Linked DNA regions of Mus musculus: regions 2, 3 and 4 are each linked to region 1. A link is a contact called in public HiChIP or PLAC-seq and promoter capture Hi-C data. All regions are on one chromosome and are shown on one strand. The core of a region is the stretch at or near the end of the contact, and the rest is flanking DNA. Distances in the headings are between cores, read along the strand shown. Region 1 holds the start of Engase (endo-beta-N-acetylglucosaminidase). Region 2 overlaps Rbfox3 (RNA binding protein, fox-1 homolog (C. elegans) 3). Region 3 overlaps Gm35710 (a long non-coding RNA gene). Region 4 holds the start of Rbfox3 (RNA binding protein, fox-1 homolog (C. elegans) 3).

Region 1 (4,694 bases), core at 1,978-4,477:
GCGGGGCTGAGGCTCTGAGCTCCTGAGCTCAGCAGTGGAGACCCTCTCCTAGGAGCTGCACCACCTTTGCTAAAGAGGCCTCCTCTCAGCCGTCTGTGGTTCCTGAGCGCCTGTGACTCAAGAATGCCCCTCCACTGGGACACCGCCCCACCTCAGAGCTGGGTGGTTTCTGGGCTTCTGAGTCCTAGGACATCTTCCCATCTAAGCAGAGAGGCCAACAACCTCTTTCCTTCTTTTGATGATTAATGAGAAAAGGCAGTCGCTGGCCCTTGTTGATCTATGAAGGTTGTTGCGGTAAATCTCCAACCCAAGAAAGTCCAGGCAATAAAGACACAACTCAATTAATAGGAATCCAAGCTGTGCGCCTCGACTGGGCAGATCTACCACTACATTACCATCTTCCCCATCTATTAAGGGGGCCCCCTTAGAACTTGCGGTTTCTCCAGGCCATGTGCTTCTGCTCCACTTTTCTACTTCCTTCTCCTCTGTGTCCTCTTCCTCTTCCATTTTATCCTCTTCTCTCTCCCCCACTTCTACTTCACCTTCCCTTTATCTGCCCAATCATCAGCTCTCCTTTATTTTACAAATTAAGGTGGGAAGCAGGTTTACTAGAAATCACCCGAGTGCTGACTCACTCCTTGTTGGCAGCCCCTCAGAGGAGAATGGAATTAACATCAAATGTAATTAGTCCTGGGGCTATCTGCAACTCCAGTGTTATCTGTTTTTAACAACAGCCCTCACCTCACTGGGGGATGCAAAATGCTATTTCTGGAGCCAGATAAGAATGATCATGGGCTGGGAACAAATTTAGGTCACCCCAAATTCCATGTCTCAGTGTGGTAGCAGTTTCATGGAGTTTTTGTAGTAAGAGAACAAAGGAAGTCATAGATCAAGACACCTTCCAAACACTGTTGGAAACATCAGGGAAGTGCGTTCAGCACAATAAGAACATCTGTGCTATAGGTCTCCCATGCTATATGGTGACATTCTTAGCTCTGGGGTTGGTGGAACCCAGAGGGCCTGTTTGTACATTCTAAAGGATTTAGCTAATAGTCACAGGACATTAGGTCCCAGAGAGAAGGACAGAGGCTATTCCAGGGGCCAAGATAGGTCAGATAATCTGTGATTAGACCCTAGGTCTGCAACATTCCAAACTCTCAATAATCAAGGAAGTTCTAACCGGTTAACCAGCTTATAAAATGCAGCTTCTTTCCAGAAACTGTTGTTCATACATCATCTTAGATCCAGTCACTATCACAGACAGGATGTGCTGGGCTCAGTTAAGCACCTTTGCTCCCGGGAGAGCCTGCGTGAAGTGGTCCAGGTTGAAGCTGTGTCTACTCTATGGAAGATCCAGGAGGCTGCTTCTGTCCTACCATCCTGTACACTCTCACAGGCTCAGGTGGCAGCCACAATTCCAAGCATCAGAGCCTCTCCCGCGCCCGGCAGCCAGCAGGAAGCAAGGCAAGAGAAGTGCAGTGCTCGCTCAGAGCAACAGACTCTTGGCCTTCCACACTGGCCCTCAGTTTCCATGCTTCTCCTTCTTCTGGTCTTTGGAGCATTATGGGGACTGAGAGGGAAAGGGCGAGACAGTGTTAGGCTGTGTTATGGGATGCTGTCCTCTGGGCATGACACAACTATCGTCATCTAAATTGATCCCCCGCTCACGATACTTTCACAAGACTGGCCTATCATCATGCCCTTGTAGAAGGAGTGGGGAGTTGGGGGTCAGGTCATCAGACCCTAAACTGAGAATTCAACCAGTTCTTCTTTTCCACTCATGACCCTGTCCTAGATGCACAGGTCTTGGAGGGGGGGCACCTAGAGTACAGAGGCAGGGAGTTGGGAGGTGGAGGGACGATCTACACAGCTTTCAAGATAGTTGTGTTTGCTCCACAAGGCGTTATAGTAGATGACTGTGTTTGGGCTTGTGACCTGCTACCTTCTCTCTGTCGCAGCCCCACACAGAGCTTCCCTCCCCACCCTGGGTCAGTGGGAAGAGGTGTCCTGCCAACTGTGTCCCACAGATCAGAGTGTCCTGCTCCCCAGCGTCCCTTCCCTGGCCGACTGGCCAACAGGCAATGTAACCAGGGCCTATATTCAACCACCTTAGTCACCATCCCCACCCTTGGCGTTTATGGATGCTTGGGGCCTCATAAAGCTCAAAGCCTGTAAACAGTAATAAAGAGGCCCAGAGAACTTGGCTTGGGCAAGCTGCTGTGGGGCCAGAAGCTGCAAGCTGCAGAGGGGTATTGGGCTCAGGGAGGAGAAGCCATTTCCTCGTCTTCTGGCATTTCTGCTCACCGCTCTGAACACAGGACCATCAAGGTTACTGTGAATCTCTTCTGTGCCCAGGTACTGTGGGAGGTGCCCTCTGGCAGATGCAGCTTCCTGGACCCTGAATACTTGAGAGGATTTATTTCCTGCAGAACACAGGCTTAAGAGTAAGAAGAATGCATTCAGGGGAAAACTATCCATGCTCACCATGCTGACCACCCTACAGGACAGATGGAAACAGTCCCTCCAGGTCAGCAGCACTGCCCCCATCTCTCCACCTGCCTTTACTCCTAGGTTTCCCATCGTACCTGGCTATAGCATCCCATGGAGCCCTGCCTCAAGCTGGTTATAACACCTCTTTCTTTTGTTCATTAGTAAGAAAAGACAATCGTCAGCCTGTGTTGGTTATCCAATTCCAAACGGTCAGCCCTGAAAACATTTGCATACAAGTAACATTAAAGGGACCGAACAGGTTGTGTTTATATATACACACACGTAGATGACAAACATTAAAGAAGTAAAAATCATGAATTTGAGAGAGATTGGATGAGGTACACAGGAACTATTGGAGGGAGGAAAGGGAAGGGAAACATGTAATTATATTTTAATTTCTTAAAAAAAGCAGAATATTACAGGTGCCTGTAATATTAGATCCCATCCAGGAATCCAGGGATCCAAGGAGCCAGGGACCCAGGGAAGCTAGGCCACCAGTCTCTGTGGCCCAGTTCCAGGGCTCATTGCTAACGTGTACCGACTTGGTTGTCGCTGGCAGATTGTTTCATTCGTCTGGAAAGAAAACTTCGTGGCTAACTCTAAATAACACTTTTTTGGGTCTCAGAACCTTGGGCTCAGGATCCACGCAGCCCCGCCTTTCTCCTAGACCCCGCCCATCAGGTCCCGCCCCGTCTCTCCGGTTATTTAACTCAGGCTCTACACCCGCCGCTTGCAGAACGTGGACAGATCCTAGCCGGAACTCGGTGCGAGCCAACCGCGGCGCTGCACACTCACCATTGGCTGAGAGCTGCGGCAGGGGCAGGCCCAGGCTTGCGATTGGCTGTTGGAGCAGTGTCTGGAGGGCTTAGCGGTCGGCAGTCGCTGACAGTCATGGAGACCTCGTCGGTGCTGACCCGGGGAGCTGCAAGGCAGCGGAGCCCCGCGGCCCCGGAGAAGCAGGCGCGGGACCAGACGGAGCGGAGGCCGGGGCGGCGGAGGCAGGGGCGGAGGTGCGCACGGCTGGGCTGAGCTCCAGGTCTGGGCTTGGGGTGGCCATGCTGCCTGTCGTGCAGCGCGACACTGTCTGTCGCTTGCGGACAAACCTACGTCCCTCCATCCTTCTATCCCCGGTCGCAGACGGGCCACCCGAGCAAGTTAGCAGCTCCCTTGTTCCTAACCTATGACGGACCCTGTCCCAGCCCATCGGGATCTCGTTCTGGCAGTCTGGCGCCAAGGCTACTGCACCTTCCTTTGGCCCTATAGATTAGGCAATCCCGAACATGGATGGCTTTCTGTTCGTGTAATATTTGAACTGAATCTTTAGGGACGAGGACTGTACTAGGTGGATCAGAATGAGCAAAGGCACAAAGGCAAAGAAGTGGACAGACATACCCCCCTGGTCCAGGGTTGTAACCCCGTGGTCGGTGGGACACTGGGAAAGGTATCAGCACAAACTTGATGTGTCCTGCTTCGTTTTTAAACCCACAGCAGTGAGACAGATGGGCTATTCAGACTTTAGGATGGTTGCTGACCGACGGGAAAGGTATTTGTGGGTAGAAGCCATCCTAAGAGGTCCTTTTCCTTCTTACTGGAGGGACATTCAGGTGACAGGTGGGCATGGGCAGACGGGATGACTTTGAGTTCCTTTGGGTGCAGCTGAAGGATAAAGGAGTCAGCCAGGGGGGCGCCATCTGGAAGAGGAGTATTTGGTGGTGAGATTTCAAAGGCGGGTGTTTTGCATGGCCTGATGACACAGGCCTTTAATTCCAACTCCTTGATGGGGTGAGGCAAGAGGATCACAAGTTTGAGGCCCCAACCTGGTGTAGTGAGGCCACATCGCAAAAATTAAAATGGAAGGTCTTGAGAGAGATTCATGGCAGAGCACTTGCCTAGGATGTAGGAAGTTCTGGGTTTGAGCCCCTAGCACCACAAGAAAAAGATGACGTCTCCATTTTAGCCTGCTACTGTCTGGCCATCCCCGCAGTTCCAAAGGCTCCTCAGTTTACTTACAGAGGGACAGTGTGATTGATGGCAGAACCTGAGGAGGGAGCTCAAGTCATTCCTGATGGCCTCAGGCCCTGGGGGCTTTTAAGGATGCCAGCTTGGATAACTGTGTACCTAAATGGCTACTATAGTGTCACCTCACTACTCTTTAAAGGATACTTTGAAACATATTAACAAATGAACAGTTTCTGATTTTGCTG
Region 2 (5,134 bases), core at 1,707-4,206, 260 kb after region 1:
CATACAGACAGACAGACAGACAGATAGACACAAGTGGCTGAGAGGAGCGCGTGAGAGTCTGAAGAGCGTCTGGTTCTCTCCTCTCCTCCCTGCTCCTCCCAGGCAGTGTTAACAATACGATGAGCCTCCGCTCCCCCCGACACCACTCAGCTCCTAGGAGGTACAATGTAGATAAATGTTTTGCAAGAAATTGGAAAAATGAAGTTGGAGATATGATGGTTTGGGGGACCCCAGAGATGAGAAGCCCACACTCACATACACCAAGGCTGGATTTTTTTCTCTAATACAGCCCCCACCCCTCGGTCCTGTAGGCCCCTGGTTCCCATTCTGAACTTGAGGTTTCATTGCTGGCTGCGTATAGATATGGGTCTCCAGCTTACAGCACTGGGCGTGGGGTGGGGGTGGGCGGACTCTACACCCTGGGACTCTGTGGATACACACAGCAGCAGACTCACTCATTAGAGTATTTAAGAGAGGCCCTATTAATAAGTATGTCATCACTCCCTGCTTGCCTCTGAGGGCTCCATCCCAAGGGAGTTGTTGAGACATCCAAGCCACTGGCTTTGGTCCCAGGGTGTCACTCTCTCTGCCTGGGATACATGGTTCACATTTCTGACAGTTCTGTGGTAGGACAATCCCAGGCTGGCCACCAGGCTTGGGAGCCTCCCGCCTGCATCACACAGGTTGGTTGGCTCAGGGGTGGAAGAGAATAACTTCAAAGGAGAGAGAACAGGTGGGGCAGGAGGCCAGCTTTGATCCTGAAGGGCTGGGAACTCATTTCTCCATGTTACTAAGACACAGTCGCACATAGCTGAGGGGAAAGTGGTTGGCGACCATTAAAGCCTGTGGTAGGGGGAGCTGGAGGTAGGGTAGGCTCAGGGAGGGGATGCATTCATCCAGAGAGTGGTGTGGCCCTTGGACTTCCGAGTTCTGTACCCAGAGGCCTCGTCAGTAACATACCGCTTCGTACCTCCGCCTTAGTCTGGTATTCATTCAGGTAAACTACAGCACTGCATGACTGATTTTTTAAATTTTTAATTAAAAAAATTAAATGTATTATTAATTTTTTTGAGACAGGGTCTTACTATGTAGCTCTCTCTCAGAATTCACTCTGAAGCCCAGGCTGGCTCAGACTCAGAGATCTGCCTGTGTCTACCTCCTGAATGGTAGGACTAAAGATGTATGTCTCTACACCAGGGTTCATGTGGGATTCTTAAAACACTCTTGCCTGGGCTGTGTGGTCGGGTGGTCTTGCTGCTACTTTCATTGGCCCGTCCTCTCTACCTGCTGCAGTGCCTGAGGGTAGAGAACTACCAAGGCTTTGCAGGGTACACTTGTCAGTTTGCCCTCTAGGGGCAATCCTTCCAGCATTGCCCCCTTTAACCAGCAGGGGCTAGCTCAGGGTGCACCCAGGCAATGGGGAGCTACAGGGTGTGTGTGTGTGTGTGTGTGTGTGTGTGTGAAGTGTTAGGAACCCCTGGAAAGAGAAGCTTCTCACGGGGAGGCATCTTCTCACTCAGATGCCAGGGTGAGACACCTCTTTTCTAGCATGGAGGGAGATTTTCAGACCTCATAATCTCCAGCCAATTACACTACCTGCTCCCCTCCTCTTCATGCTCCCAGTAGGCTCCTCCACGTCCCTTTGGTGGTCAGTGAAGGATGGGGGGGGCGGTGTGTGTGTGTGTGTGTGTGTGTGTGTGTGTGGCCTGTGACTCTTCTATCAGTTCCCCCCTTCATCTCTCAGACTGGCCCTGGTTGGTTTTCGTGGACGTCAGTCTTCAAATCTCCAGCCTTGATCTTTTACACTGCCTCCAGCCTAACATCCACATTCCCCAGCAGAGCCACTGGGTGGCGCCACAGCGCCCTCCTCTCACCCTCACCTCCTGACCCTGGGTAACAAGCTGTCTGGAAGAAATGCTGGAGGGGAAGAAAGGAAGCAATTTAGACCCAGCACACATGGACTAGGGCTCCGGCTCCTGTGACTGAGGGGGACCTGGAGGTGATTTAACTTTCTTGGGCCTCGGTTTCCTCTTGTTAATTATGATGTCATATATAGCCCCCTTGTATCATGTTAAGGTTCAAGTTTATAACCAGACTGCCAATAAGATAGCCATGCATGGTGCTGCTTTTAATCTGACTCTAACTGACCACACCGTGTGAGCTGACATAGGAATAGACACAAGGCTATACGCATGCCAATATACCGTGCTTGCATGTGAGTTGGAGTTGAGGAACATGGAGACACGTGACGATCATTATGCAAGTATTTGAGGTGCCACACCGTGCTGTGCATCTCAGATTCACGACCTGTAATAGAAGCCTGGCCTGACCAGCTCTGGGCTTTGGATTCCTGGATCCCAAGCTCTTTTGCAGCAGTTTGCAGAGGATGTCTGCTGCCCCCTGGTGGAAGATTCTTTGCATAGCAGTGCTCCCATCAAGGCCGCTGAGGAGCAGGCTTCCCGCTTGCTGCCTCTGATTTTCACCTCAGTCTGCAACAGCAGTTGTTGTGAGTCGTGGCAATCCTTGTCAGGACAGGATGAGAGTTTGGCCGAGATAAATGGGACATGGACACTCCATCACGTCATTTCTCCCACCCCCTTAAGAGCAGCTGTTGGCCAGTCAGTGCTCAGTGGGCAGCGGCTGTCAAAGCTCTGCTTATGGCTTAGCAGCTGAAGAGGTTGCTATTCCCACTCTGCACCCTGATCTTGACCCTGGGCGCGGCATTTAACCCTCAGACCATCACAGGGCTGCGACCACATTGAAGCAATCGCTGTTCTTATTCTTAAACTGAGCCCAGGACCCCACTCCCTGCGGGTACCTGGACCCATGAACCAGCTGGTGTTTTGTGGCTAGCAGCCAGGCTAATCTTCCCATCACTTCTGCTGGGATACAGTCGGACTAACCTTCCCATCCATTTCAGGGCAGGGACTGCCATGTGACTTGCTTTGGCCAATGACGTGGCAGTGGGCGTGTTCTACTTCTAAGGGAAGTTTGCAGAACCAGAAAGCGGGGTGAACACTTTCCTCTGCCTACCAGCTGCCAGGCGTTTGCTTTATGAGCTTGGGCACTGGAGTGTGGTCACAGCGGGCCAGATTGAGGCCAGCAATCCACAGTGCCATGAGCCAGATATGAGCTAAGCTTATGGAACTTATTTGGAGTTGTTAGTGAGCACATCAGGGGACCTGCTGACGGATCCTTTACCCAGCTTCTCCGAGTAAAACCCAGTTCCTTCTCACAAACATAAACTTATTATATAATGTGCACCGCATCTGATGTGAGCAGCAGAAAAAATTAACAAGTCCAAGGTACTTTCCTGTGAACACTTGGAATCTCTAATGAGACGGATTTGGGGTTCGTAGTTACATGGTAACAGTAAAGGAGACTGGGGTCACTCCTCCTGCAATGCCCCCACTCCTACTTCTGTTCAACTTGTTTCTTAGAAGACCAAAGATGAGTCATGTCAAGAAGGGAACTGAGCCAGCAGTGCAGTTGCACGGTACACAACGCCACCTGGTGGTATTAACTGGCACAGACTGGTGCCCAGACAGCTGGCAGGGTCAGAATTGCCTGCACATAGATTATATGCAGACAGATCCTTCTGCTGGCGGCATGAACACCCGAGAAGAGGACAGAAGGCACTGGGTGGAGAGTCAGCAGGTGGGAAGAGGTCAGCATCACTTAGAGCTGTGGGAGCAGCCTACAAAGCCAGCCTTGTTGTCACTGAGACAGGAGGTTGGTGCAGAAGGTATCCTAGAACCAAGCCCGATTCCATCACTGGGACAGTGGGTCCCCAAGGCACAAGTGGCAGACACTATCAGGAAATCAGATCTCTACTCCTCTTCCTCTAGGTGCTAGGCTGAGGAGGAGGAAGCTCTGCCTGTTTCTGTGTACACTCCAGGCCTGAGAGGTGGTATACAGACCTCCCAGTGGAAAGAGTAAATAAAGGAGATGCACAGGACACATGTCTGCAGTACAAGGTAGCCTGCTCCAAGAGGCCTGGTCAGAGCTTTGCCACCTTGCCACGGTCATTCTCCAAGTCACTCAGCATCCATCCAAATGAAACAATCGCCCACGTGGGCTTTCCCTCTCATCTCTGCCACTTCTCCAAAGTGAGCCACACCCCCACTGCTGGGCTGTTAAGAGCACCGTATCACCACCCGCTAAGGCAGTGCAAAGTCAATGAAGACAAATCAGAGAAAAGCAGTGCAAGGACCTGGGAGCTTGACTTGTGTTCAGATGAGAGAGCCCGGGAAGAGCCATGGACCACACAACACTACAAGCAAGTTTGAGGAAGGAGGTGAGATCTTAGCAGATGCTACACAGAGAAGACAAAGCTCAGGAGCTGAGAAGAACTTTCTAGAACACCCTCAAGAATCAACATGAGAAGTGTCATGGCCACAGACATTCACTGGGCTGACTGACAGACCAGGCTGTCACAGCAGACCCACGTCTGAGCCTCACACAGGCTCTGCTGATCCCAACCTCAAGGGTTATCACCAGACGTCCCACGGTCTGAATTCACCTCAAAGGTGACAACCTCTGATCCTGCTCAATGGGTGCATTCCAACATGCCGACCCCTGCAAGCACAATGACATAGCAATGGCAAGTCCCTTGGAAAGTTCCAGAACCACGATCCAGCTAGTGATGGACAGAAACCGGCTCTGAGAAGCCCTGAGAGAAGCTGAGTCCTGAGTGAACACTGCCAGGCGTCCCCTCCCAGAGAGACATTGCTTGGATCTTATTCTTCTTGGAGTGGCTGGATCTGGCTCTGGGGTCCACACATCTGGCGATGCTGAGCCAAGTGGGGGCAGCAGAGAGCTACTTAGAGCATAGCTGGGGGGGAGGGGAGAGCAGGGAACTAGAGGTATCCTGGTTAGGTTTTTGTCAACTTGACACAAGCTAAAGTTGTCTAAGAGGACATCAGCTAAGAAAATGCCTTATCTCGGGAGGCAGAGGCAGGCGGATTTCTGAGTTCAAGGCCAGCCTGGTCTACAGAGTGAGTTCCAGGACAGCCAGGGCTATACAGAGAAACCTTGTCTTGAAAAACCAGAGAGAGAGAGAGAGAGAGAGAGAGAGAGAGAGAGAGAGAGAGAATGCCTTATCAGACTAGCCTTTGGGGAATTTCCTTCATTG
Region 3 (5,210 bases), core at 2,590-5,089, 490 kb after region 1:
CTCCACACTCGAGGATCTGGAGTGGGAGGAGGTGCCAAGAGTGTTGAGGGTAGAGACCTTATGCAGCCCAAGGATGGCACCAGCCAAAATCAGGAACTCCAGCCACCACTCCTGCCCACCTGTCCCCTAATGCATCTCTGAGGACCAGAGGCGACCTCTTGGGGGTCAGGGGTGTGTGGTTCCCCCCAGAGGAAAGCAGGAACCAATAGAGTGAGGTGGAGCCTGCTTTCCAGGCCTGACCCTGACCATCGACCTGACCAAGCACTATGTTGAGGCCTCACTAGGCCTTGGGGCCATTCAGCATCCAGGACATAATGGAGCCACCTAGACCGGGCTCAGTAGCTTCCCAAGATGGGTCCTGTAACCGGTTTCTTCACATGAGCCTGTGTTCACACGGTGTGATAAATTGTCATCAGCTCCCCCCACAGCCCGCCAGCCAGCCCTTCTCCAGGCACAGAAGCAAGGTATGCATGCACCGGATACCCATGCACACCCATGCACATGCATGATACCCATGCACACCTAAGCACACGCATGACAACATGCACTGGACCCTAAGAAGCACATGTGATGTCCCCCGGTCCTGGGCACTCCTAGCCATTTTCCACTTTTCCTGTCTCTGCCTGCTCTGGGAGATCCCAGTAATTTTATGCAGGCACCAGGCCCAGGGCAGTGTCCCCACCAGAATTTTAAGCTCATTGGCTCTGCATCACCTGAGAGACTTACAGTGACGGCTGAGAGAGTCTATGCAGGCTCTCACTGTACTCCATATATCTCAAAAATGCACCTTTGTTCCCTCTGAGTCTGTGAGTGAAGGATAAAACAGAGTCCCGTCCCACTGCCCTAGGTCTCAAAACCAAACTCCTGTCCCTTTAGCTGCTCCACCTGGCTCTATAGGACTAGCAACAAGCCATGTGATGGTTGAGAAGGCTCACCTGCTGCAAACGAGCAGGAGAAAGCCACCTTCGGGGATTCAGAGGGCACTCACTGAGACTGACTCATCCATACCTACTGTAGCCAGGGAAGCAACTTCCTGCCCCATTCGTCATCCTGTTAATGTCACAAAGAAGGGCTTCCAACAGCTTAACTACTCCCTGCCTGGTCTGGTCCCTCTGGGCCAGACTGTGACACAAGGCACATAAGAGGGGCAGTAGGGTAGGTCTTTGCAAATGCTGGTCATTCAGCCACAGAGAACCCATGTCCTGGGATAGCAGGACCCTCCATGGCTGCTTGTAATTTTCCAGATCAAGGATGTATCCAGTAACTCCAGTAGCTTCCTGCCTTGCCCTGAACCCCGGAACACTGTCTGAGGGGCCACATCAGTCCAGCCCCATCCCCTAAACAAAGATCTGGAACGTACCAAGAAGCCATGATGTTCGTTCCTGTGTGGAATCTGACTTTGGTCTCAGTTGGCTCAAAGCAAACAAAAGAGTCTATGAGCAGCCGTGCAGCTTCGAAGCTGGGGAAACTTCTGCTTAAACACACAAGGACATCTCAAGGGTAACCAGTGTAGGCCAAGGGTGTTGAGCTAGAGTCTCATTCTGTAACCCTGGAACTCAATATGTAGCTCAGGCTTGCCTCAAACTCACGGCAGTCCTCCTGCCTCAGCCTCTTGAGTGCTGGGATAACAGTTACGAGCCACCACACCTGGATCAGGTCTCCACTTGTTTGCTGGCTGCTGTCAGGGGCCACTGTAGGCTCCTAGTGGCCTCATTGGGTCCTCACCATGGGCATCCCTCAGGCCAGTGGCAAGGTCTCCCCGTGTTTGGCTACCATAGAACTGTATCTGTAAAGCTGGTTCTGACGAGAGACATGCAGTCAGCTCTCAAAAGCTAGGACTCAGCCGGAAATGGTGACCCCTCTGTAATCACAGCATGTCGGAGGCTGAGGCAGGAGGATTGCTGTGAATTTGAGGTCAGCTTAGGCTGAAGGCCAAGCCAGCCTAGAGGCTACATGAGACATTGTCTCACAGAATAGGGGGTTGCTGGGGTTGGGGAGGGGATGGAGAGAGAAAGGAGAGGAAGGGAGAGAGGTGGGAAGAAAGGGGTCACAAAAGCTGCAGGAGCTGAAGCCTGGCCTGTGGATAACCCACAGCCTTCTGAGACCCCAAGAGGACGTAATGGACAGATGGTCAGGAGGCCTCACAGCTCGCTACATGCCCGCAGACCTGAGCTCTTGCTTGCATTATTTACCTTCTAGTTAGAGAAAGAGGAAAAATGTAAGAGGTGCGCTCACATGACTATTGAGACCCAGAAGTCACAGCACCAGCTCTCTGCAAATGGACCAGGAGAAGCATGCTGTGACCCAGTGTCACCTTGTCAAGGGCCTGAGAGGGGTCCCAGCCACACTGAGCTTCAGGAGAGACAAGAACCCAAGTCACCCTTTCTCTGCTTTCTGTCCTGTGCAGAGCCCTGGCAGGTGGGACAGCGCACGCCCACATGGCAGCCATCTGCTTCCCAAGCTGCAGACCCAAAGTAGGTCCCCTCCAGGGACAAGGGCAGACACAGGCACCCCACAGCCTCATCAGGTTGATTGGGCCTCCCGCCTCCCCTCTCTGTCCAGTCTCTGAGCCGCAGGCTATGCAGAAGTCCAGGCTCACTCCACGCTGGATCTGGGAGGGCACCATGAAGAGGAAGGGGGAAAAAAACACTCTGGGACCAGCCAGGCTGGAGGCTGGGCCGGCACACAAGGCCTGTGCCAAGCCTGCAGCCGTCAAAGTTATTCACGTCTGCATCTGTGGGTGGAAGGCGGTTTCTAGAGGCCCCATTCAAAGTGGACCTGATCCTTTTCTCTTCCAGAAAGACCTGCATGGCTCCGGCTGTCATGGCCAGGCCCTCCCTACAGATGACAACAGAGCTCCCAGCTCCCAGACACACCACCTTCATCCAACGAGGAAGGATAGCAGTGCCCAAGGCTCTCGGTCACCATCCCAATGACCATGGGAGCCCTCTGTGGTGGCGCAGCTTGCCTTGTGGAAGTTCTAACCTCTGCAGCTCAGAACATGCCCTAATTTGGGAACAGGGATTTTACAGATGTAATCTCGAAGGATGAGCCTTTTGGGGTAGGGTGGGTCCAGGACGACAGTGCCCTTATAAGAGAAAACAACCTCAGACAAGAAGGCCAGGGTGGGTGGAGCAGAGACTGTGGTGATCCAGCCTCAAGCAGAGAGAGCAGCACCAAGGATGGCCAGCAGCTGCAGACACTGAACCAGGCAGGCAGATCCTCCCTGAGGCGTGAGCAGGAGCATAGCCTGCCACACCCCAAGTACAGAACTGGGCCTCTGGACTAGTAGCAAGTGCTTTCCTGCAGCCGCAGCCCTCGGTGAGAGGTTCATGTCGCTTCTCCCACGTAGCTAATAAAAGCAACTTAAGGAGGAGATTTACTTAATCTTCTGGCCTACGGGACAGTGCATCATGGCGGTAGGAACATGGGGCAGCTGGTCCTATTGCATCGGCCAGGAAGCAGAGGGTGGTGCAGGCTGGTCTCAATGTCTGGGAGCCCAGCCTGTGGGATGGCGCCACCCACGTTCAGGATGGGTCCTCCCCACTCAATTAAACCTCTCTGGAAACAATTACCTAAGCATACCCAGGTCTGTGTTTCCATGGTGATTGTAAATCCCTATCAAGTTGACGGCAAAGATTAACCATTACAAGGTGCGTTGGTTGCTATGGCCAACCCAGACCCTCACAGGCCTCTCCTGAGGCCCAGGACCATCAGGCATGATCAAAGAACAGTACACTCCCCTGAAAGCCCCAGGAGCTGGGCAGGGTCCTGAGCAGAGCAGAACAGGTTAGATCCCCGCTGGAGCTGGGGAGGGGAATGCGGTGTTCGGAAGCTGCTTGTGGGGTGCTCCCTCCCATAGTCAAGAGATAATCTCAAAGTTGGGGCCCTCCTCCCCAGAGGAGTGCCAGATCCATCGCACTGGATGTCATCAAATGTGTCCAAGGGAAAGGTGGCCGGGATGGGGACCTCAAAGAGGGAAGCAGCAGTGCAGGGTTCTTCCTGCACCTCCTCGCTCTCCTCACCTGTCTCCCTCCTCCCTCCTCCCCCCTCCCCCTCCCCCTCCCTCCTCCCTCCTCCCCCCTCCCTCCTCCCTCCTCCCTCCTCCCCCCTCCCCCCTCCTCCTCCTCCTCCCTCCTCCCTCCTCCCCCCTCCCTCCTCCTTCCTCCCCCCTCCCTCCTCCCTCCTCCCCCCTCCCTCACAGCCATCCTGTCATCATCATGGGTAGGGAAGAGGAAAAGAATGATGGCATCAAAGGAACCTGTCCCTCAAGCCCCCCAATGTTTCACACACCTCCCCTCACCCATCCTCCAAGTGGCAGGAAATGACACCACCCCAAGGCAGTGCACCATGTCCCCAAAGTCTCTGGATAATCCCCATTTCCCAAACTATTTCCTCAAAAGGCTTAAATCAGATGCTGTCTCCTCACAGATGGGCATGGCAGATGAGGTGGGAAGGAAAGGTGTCTTTCTATGACAGTAGTTCTCAGGCTATAGGTCGAGACTCCAATACAGATATTTACATTTCTATTCGTAACAGTAGCAAAAGTACAGCCACGAGGTAGCAATGAAAATACATTTATGGTTGGGGGTCACAACAATAAGAGGGACTTATGAAAGGGTTGCAGCAAAAGGAAGCCATGGGGGTAAGGTAGGGTGGACATCTGGAAAGGGTATGGAAACTTTTCTCATTCTTACCAGGGTCTCCGCAGTTTGCCTCTGAGTGGGAAGCTTTGGAAATGTCGCTTCCACCATCCACCGCTAAAGGGGGCCTGCTCACTCCTGGCCCCAGCATCCCATGTCTAGGTCCTCCAGCCTGCTAGGCTGTCCACGGGAGGCTGCACACACTGGCAGCATCTGGCCCCCACAGGCTCACACGTACTGTATTATTTAACACCCAACCTTTCAGCTTGCATGTGGTACACAATTTATGTTCCCAACCAAGGGACAATAACCGAAGGGATATTTGCAAAAAGCCACGTTAGGTAAATATTTCATGCTCGCTAATGTAATGGCAGGCATGGTGGAGGGGTGGGGGAACAGGAGGGGAGGAAAGTGCACGCCAAGGGGTGGTGGTGACAAGGGTCCCTGTGATCCAGGAAAAGAGCGTCCTGGTCCTGAGTGAAGGCCACAGCCCTCCTCAGGCCAGAGACATATAACCCATCCCACCCCCATTCTCAAGGGGCTCTGGGAGCTGACATGGTTTCTGGG
Region 4 (4,613 bases), core at 1,688-4,187, 430 kb after region 1:
CTCCTCCTGTACCTTCCAAGCAGGATGAAGACTAATAAGCCCCGGATCTCAGTGTCCACAGGACACAAGACAGGCAGAGGTGGCAGAAGAGTGAAACGCTGCAGCTCGGCCCTAGCCCTGTCCTTGGTGCTGCCGCCCTCTGTGCGGCTGCGTGGCAGGTCAGCCTTTGCTCCTGACCAGCGTCTGTCTGGTCCCTGCTGAAGGGCAGTAAATTCACCCAGGCCTGCTGCGGCTCTGCCTGAGGTCGTGGAGCCTTTGCAGCGAAGGTGAAGGCACAGCATTGCTAGAGGCCCGATCTATAGGGACTTTCCTAGACTCTGGGCTCTTCCTATAGACCCAAGACTATCTGGTTGTTTGGGCCTCCGAGAAGGATGGTACAGAGTAATTGTCAGGGTTCTCTTTCATTAGTGAGAGTGGGAGGGCGGGCAGACAGTTGGAAACGTTGATCTATACCAGAAATCCTCAGGGCTTGGGGCAAACAGCCTGTATGACCTGGCCAACCCTCCCCTGGCACTCAGCTGCCTCCCTAGGAGCATCTAATGGGGTCTGATGCGCCCCGCTTCAGCTCTGCCTCACCTCCCTAGCCTCCTATGGGTTCCCCCATCTTCCCCTCTACAGCCCAGTGTTCCCAGAGCTCCAAGCCCAGCCGGGAAAGTAGGGGTTAAGCGCTGCTTCCCCGAGTGTGCAGTGCGCTTAGCTCCCACGCAGGGAGGCCTCTGGTCCCCGGGGAGGGCGGAGGCGGCAGCTCGATCCTCCCTCTGGGCCCAGGGGAGCTCCTCGCCCGCGGGGGACGAGGGGCTGGCTCTGAGAAGGCGCCCCCTGCCCCACATGCCCACCCTACAGCGGCCCTGACCACCTCGCCAGCGCCTCTCTTCCACCAGCAGGCGCCTTCTCTACAACTTTCTCCCTTCCCAGTAGTCGCTCACCTGGAGGGTCTGGTTTTAATTAGTGTAATATCCCCGTTACCAGCGCAGCCTGATTAAGACATCCGCCCTGATCCGCGATGCGCACTTAATGAGCTCAGTCTGCCATAATGTTTGTACTTTTTTTTTTCATTATTTTTTGCAGACCAGTAAAACCAAAGCTGATTTCTGCTGAAAGACCTCATTACCCGAGACCCTACTCCATTAGCCCCGTACCTGCTCTGGACCCTAGACTCCCCGATGCGCTCCCGAGGCGTCCCCAGCTTAGCCGGCGTTTGTGACAGAAAATTAACGACCCTGCGCGCACCAGAAGGCACTTCACCTCCAGCCGGAGGAGGAAGGGACTTGCCCAGAAGAAGAAAGGATCCCTCAGTCCCTGTCCATAGCTCCCACTGTGGGTGTCTCGCACATCGAGAGACTACTGGCGCCACCGGCGTCCTTTTTAAAAGTGACCATTAAATAATTAGAGTGCGTCTGAAAAGCAGAATCCAAAAGGGGGAGCGGGGATGTGGCTCGGCCATCCTGGACCCTCCTCACCTCGCAGCCCACACACACTAGCCGACGTCAGTGAGCTTCGTGAACAGCCAACCAACCCCCAATCTCATGCAAGACCCAAGATCCTGGGTCTGTTCCAGCTGTCTAATAGGGTCTCAATGCCCCCCCCCCGTGCTGGTCGCGTCTTGCTCCGGGTACAGACTGGGTGCGGGACCTGGGTGGCCAGGACACTGAAGGGCTGCATGCCAATGGATAGGGGCGAAGCTTCATCAGGGAGCTCCCAGAGGACCGCCGGCCTGAAGCCACCCCCTGACACCTTTCTCCTGAAGAAGACAGCCCCAGGAGAATCCCACCACCTCCCGGGGCCACAAGTCAGAAAGTTTGGGCTAGGGTTGTGCAGGCCACCTTAGCAAAGCTTTCCCAGCCGGGCTGTCCCAGCCCTGTAGCTGTGCCAAAGCGAGCAGTAACCTCCGATCCTTGCTCACGCCTCTGGGAAGACTCGGCCCCGAGCGCCCCCCAGCTCGCGGACTAGAGAGCCCTGTGCGCCACCCGCGCCTGTTCCACGCGTGCCGCTATGCTGAGGGCTCTGGTCCTCCCGAGAGAGCCGAGGAGGACCTCAGTCCTCCCACAACTCCTTGAGGTCATCAGTCAGTCCCCTCGGCCGGCTCTCCTCCTCCTGGACCCCAGCAGCCCTCCCGAGCCTGAGGATGGCGAGAGTCGCACGCCGTAGCGCATCAGGGTCGCCAGCCGTGCTTCCAGCCCTGCGGGTTGGGGCCGCCTCCCTGATGCGCCCCGCGGGCCGGGATCTCCGTGCGCCACGGCTTCCCCCCAATCCTGGGAGTTCCCAGAGCCGGGCATTGTGCCGCCGCCGCCGCCGCCGCCGCCGCCGCCACGGGCACGCAGCGCGCGGGACTCCCCGGTGTCTCCATGGAGCCTGACCCCGGGCCTTCCCATTTACAAAATCTCCCCTCTGGTTTCCCAGGGGAGCCCGGAGCCCGGAGCCACGACCCCAGCCCCCGCACAACTCGGGAACCCCGACCTCGCGCGCAGACCCCTGACCCCCAAGGGCGCCACCCCATCCTCGCGCGACCTCAGGTCTGTCCCCAGCCACGCTCCGCAGCCCCGCGTCCTCGCCGGCCCCGCCTCCCACTGCGGGGTCCCGTGCGCCCCTCCCCGGGCCGTGCCCACAGTCCCAGCCGGCCCCTCGCGATGGTCGTGACCGAGGTGGAAGCCCAGGGTCTGGCTACTCACGGGTTCAGCGTTCCCCACGGCAGGTGACGGGGCCCTGGCGGCCATGCCCCGGCTGCATCCCGGCCGCCCCGGCGAGCCGGCGGCAAGGGGCGCGAGAGGCCGGGTTGGAGCGGCGGTGGCTGCCGCGGCGTCTCCGGAGACCACGCGAGCTGCTGGGGCAGGCGCCCGACTGCTGTCCGAGGAGGTTTCCGCCGGTTCCGGAGCAACGGCTCCGTGTCCCCGCTCCGCTTGCCTCGCCGACTCTCTCTCTCTCTCTCTCTCTCTCTCTCTCTCTCTCTCTCTCTCTCTCTCTCTCTCTCTCTCTCTGCCACCCCCCCCTCGTTCCTCTGGCTGGCTCGGCTGAAGCGAGAAGGCAGCAGGAGCACGCGGCGGCGGTGGCGGTGGTGGTGGCGGCTGCACGGGCGGAGCGCGCAGCTCGGCGAGGGAGGGAGGGGGCTCCGGCGGTCGCGCGGCCAGGGAGGGCGGCGAGGCAGGGAGGGCCGCGAGCCAGCTGAATGTGGCCACAGGAGCCCTGGAGTCCCAGCTCCAGCCTTGGAGAACGGGGATGCGTAGGCTGGTGAGACTTGTAGGGCACCCTAGAGCTCAGAAGGAGCTGGGCTCCTCCGAGCTCACCACCACCACCACCGCTGTGGTCTCACCTCCCCTTCCTCCCTCCCTTCTTCTGGGCGACCTCAGTGTAAGTCATCACTAGCAACACTTAGCAGGACCCCTGCACCCTCGTTCCACTGGGACCGGTTTCTCTCGCTCTGCCCAGGGGTCCCTAGAAAGACTTGGTCGCTGAATGGCAGGAATGGATGTCCCCTCCCCCACGCCTCTCCAGCTAGTCTGCAGCGCCCGCGCCTAACTGGCCACTGGGGAAGACCCTTAATAGGCCTGGAGTTCCATGCCTTGCCTTCCTGAGAATCACAGAGCAGGCGGGGAGGCAGGAGGCCTACCCTGGAACAGGACACAGGGAGGACACACTTGTCCCCGCTGATAATCCTATGGCCTTAAATATTTCCATCCAGGTCAGTTAGGAGAACCTAAAACCAGAAGAGTTCCAGCCTCCCCCTAACCCAGGGAAAGGGAGTCTAGCGTGGTCTGAGGTCCGGCATCTCTAGTCTTGGGAAAAGAAAGGGGTTGGGAGGCAGGCATTGCCTCTGAGCTGTCAAGATGAGACCCAGGTACAACAGTGGGGCTAGTTACTGGCATTCAGCCCCAGAAGTGAGCAAAGAGGCTAGATGATACCCAAAGGCTTTAAACTGGATCCAGATACTGTTCTATATGAAAGACGAAAATAAAAGACAATCACCATGCAGTGCCTGGACTCTGGGACCTGCACTCTCAAAGGACATTTGCAATCTAAAAAACAAAAAACAACAACAACAAAACAAACAACAACAACAAAACATGATTAAAAAACAAGCCTGATACACGTTGCTGGATGCTGTTTGTAAAACCATCAGCTTCTTGCACCTAACTAAGCTTCCAGTGTGAGGCACATACCACGGAGCCTGGGGCCCTGTGGGTAGGGCAGCTAGACAGAGTAGAGAAGAGGGAGAATAAGAGAGGCCCTGAGGTGCTCTCTGGCTTGCTGGGCTGCACACTGCCTTCCCTACAGAGTGAGGGCAGACGGTGTCCAGGCTGAGTGACTGTTGCCTTCTCAGGAGCTTTTAATTCTGCTCCTTCGGCCTGTCTGGGCCATCGATCTGTCTTGCCCAGTGGGAATCACGTGCTTTAGAGCACGTAAGCAGTCGAGTCCTGCAGCCGAATATAAATGCCTTGTCTCTGGCACAGTCGCAAGGGTCCCTGAAGCGGCCCTAGCCCCAAATTTGAGATGGCACAGTTCTGCCCCCATGGACCAACTGTTTCTCTCTGTGTGGCCTGGTGATCCAAGCTTTCATGGCATGGGACTGCTGGCTAGGCCCATCCACACCAATCTCTAGGCTGTCTTGCCTCTCTGGG

What was found. Promoter capture Hi-C pulls out the DNA fragments that hold promoters and counts their contacts. HiChIP or PLAC-seq counts read pairs in DNA pulled down with a chosen protein or histone mark.
Region 2: a contact with region 1 is called in an H3K4me3 HiChIP or PLAC-seq map of embryonic basal ganglia, with 4 times the contacts expected there. The contact joins the enhancer-like site here to the promoter of Engase in region 1. A contact is called at or near these places in 8 of 39 promoter capture datasets (the 3T3-L1 cell line, 3T3-L1-derived adipocytes, the SN4741 cell line and 4 more), 2 of 15 datasets of contacts at CTCF or cohesin (the NIH/3T3 cell line and embryonic stem cells), 3 of 484 Hi-C or Micro-C datasets (cerebral cortex and embryonic stem cells), 12 of 115 datasets of contacts at active chromatin or transcription factors (T-cell acute lymphoblastic leukemia, embryonic basal ganglia, embryonic forebrain and 6 more) and 1 of 9 other capture datasets (adipose tissue).
Region 3: a contact with region 1 is called in a promoter capture Hi-C map of hippocampal neurons, with 2.8 times the contacts expected there. The contact joins the enhancer-like site here to the promoter of Engase in region 1. A contact is called at or near these places in 5 of 39 promoter capture datasets (the 3T3-L1 cell line, 3T3-L1-derived adipocytes, frontonasal cranial neural crest and 2 more), 1 of 484 Hi-C or Micro-C datasets (embryonic fibroblasts) and 4 of 115 datasets of contacts at active chromatin or transcription factors (astrocytes, embryonic basal ganglia, embryonic forebrain and 1 more).
Region 4: an H3K4me3 HiChIP or PLAC-seq map of neural tube shows a contact between it and region 1, with 3 times the contacts expected there. The contact joins the promoter of Rbfox3 here to the promoter of Engase in region 1. A contact is called at or near these places in 4 of 39 promoter capture datasets (the 3T3-L1 cell line, embryonic stem cells and hippocampal neurons), 6 of 115 datasets of contacts at active chromatin or transcription factors (embryonic basal ganglia, embryonic forebrain, embryonic hindbrain and 3 more) and 2 of 9 other capture datasets (embryonic stem cells and pancreatic islet).

Annotation. Positions count from the first base shown.
Region 1 is chr11:118,473,605-118,478,298 of GRCm38.p6, forward strand. Engase (endo-beta-N-acetylglucosaminidase) reads left to right here and starts at 3,228. Exons shown (of 14, transcript NM_172573.3): 1 at 3,228-3,500. The coding sequence starts at 3,382.
Region 2 is chr11:118,736,670-118,741,803 of GRCm38.p6, forward strand. All of the region lies in intron 2 of Rbfox3 (RNA binding protein, fox-1 homolog (C. elegans) 3), which reads right to left. Among named protein-coding and RNA genes, the nearest start is that of Gm11750, 46 kb to the right of the region's middle. Within about 2 kb of position 2,957, at least 43 of the 459 cell types and tissues checked have an H3K27ac peak or open chromatin away from gene starts, as enhancers often do. A contact at or near this core is called in embryonic basal ganglia, forebrain and neural stem cells, where this site is marked.
Region 3 is chr11:118,961,687-118,966,896 of GRCm38.p6, forward strand. It overlaps Gm35710 (a long non-coding RNA gene), which reads right to left. Exons shown (of 6, transcript XR_880341.2): 4 at 4,698-5,210. Among named protein-coding and RNA genes, the nearest start is that of Gm35710, 19 kb to the right of the region's middle. Within about 2 kb of position 3,840, at least 20 of the 459 cell types and tissues checked have an H3K27ac peak or open chromatin away from gene starts, as enhancers often do. A contact at or near this core is called in hippocampal neurons, where this site is marked.
Region 4 is chr11:118,906,635-118,911,247 of GRCm38.p6, forward strand. Rbfox3 (RNA binding protein, fox-1 homolog (C. elegans) 3) reads right to left here and starts at 2,938. Exons shown (of 15, transcript NM_001039167.1): 1 at 2,670-2,938.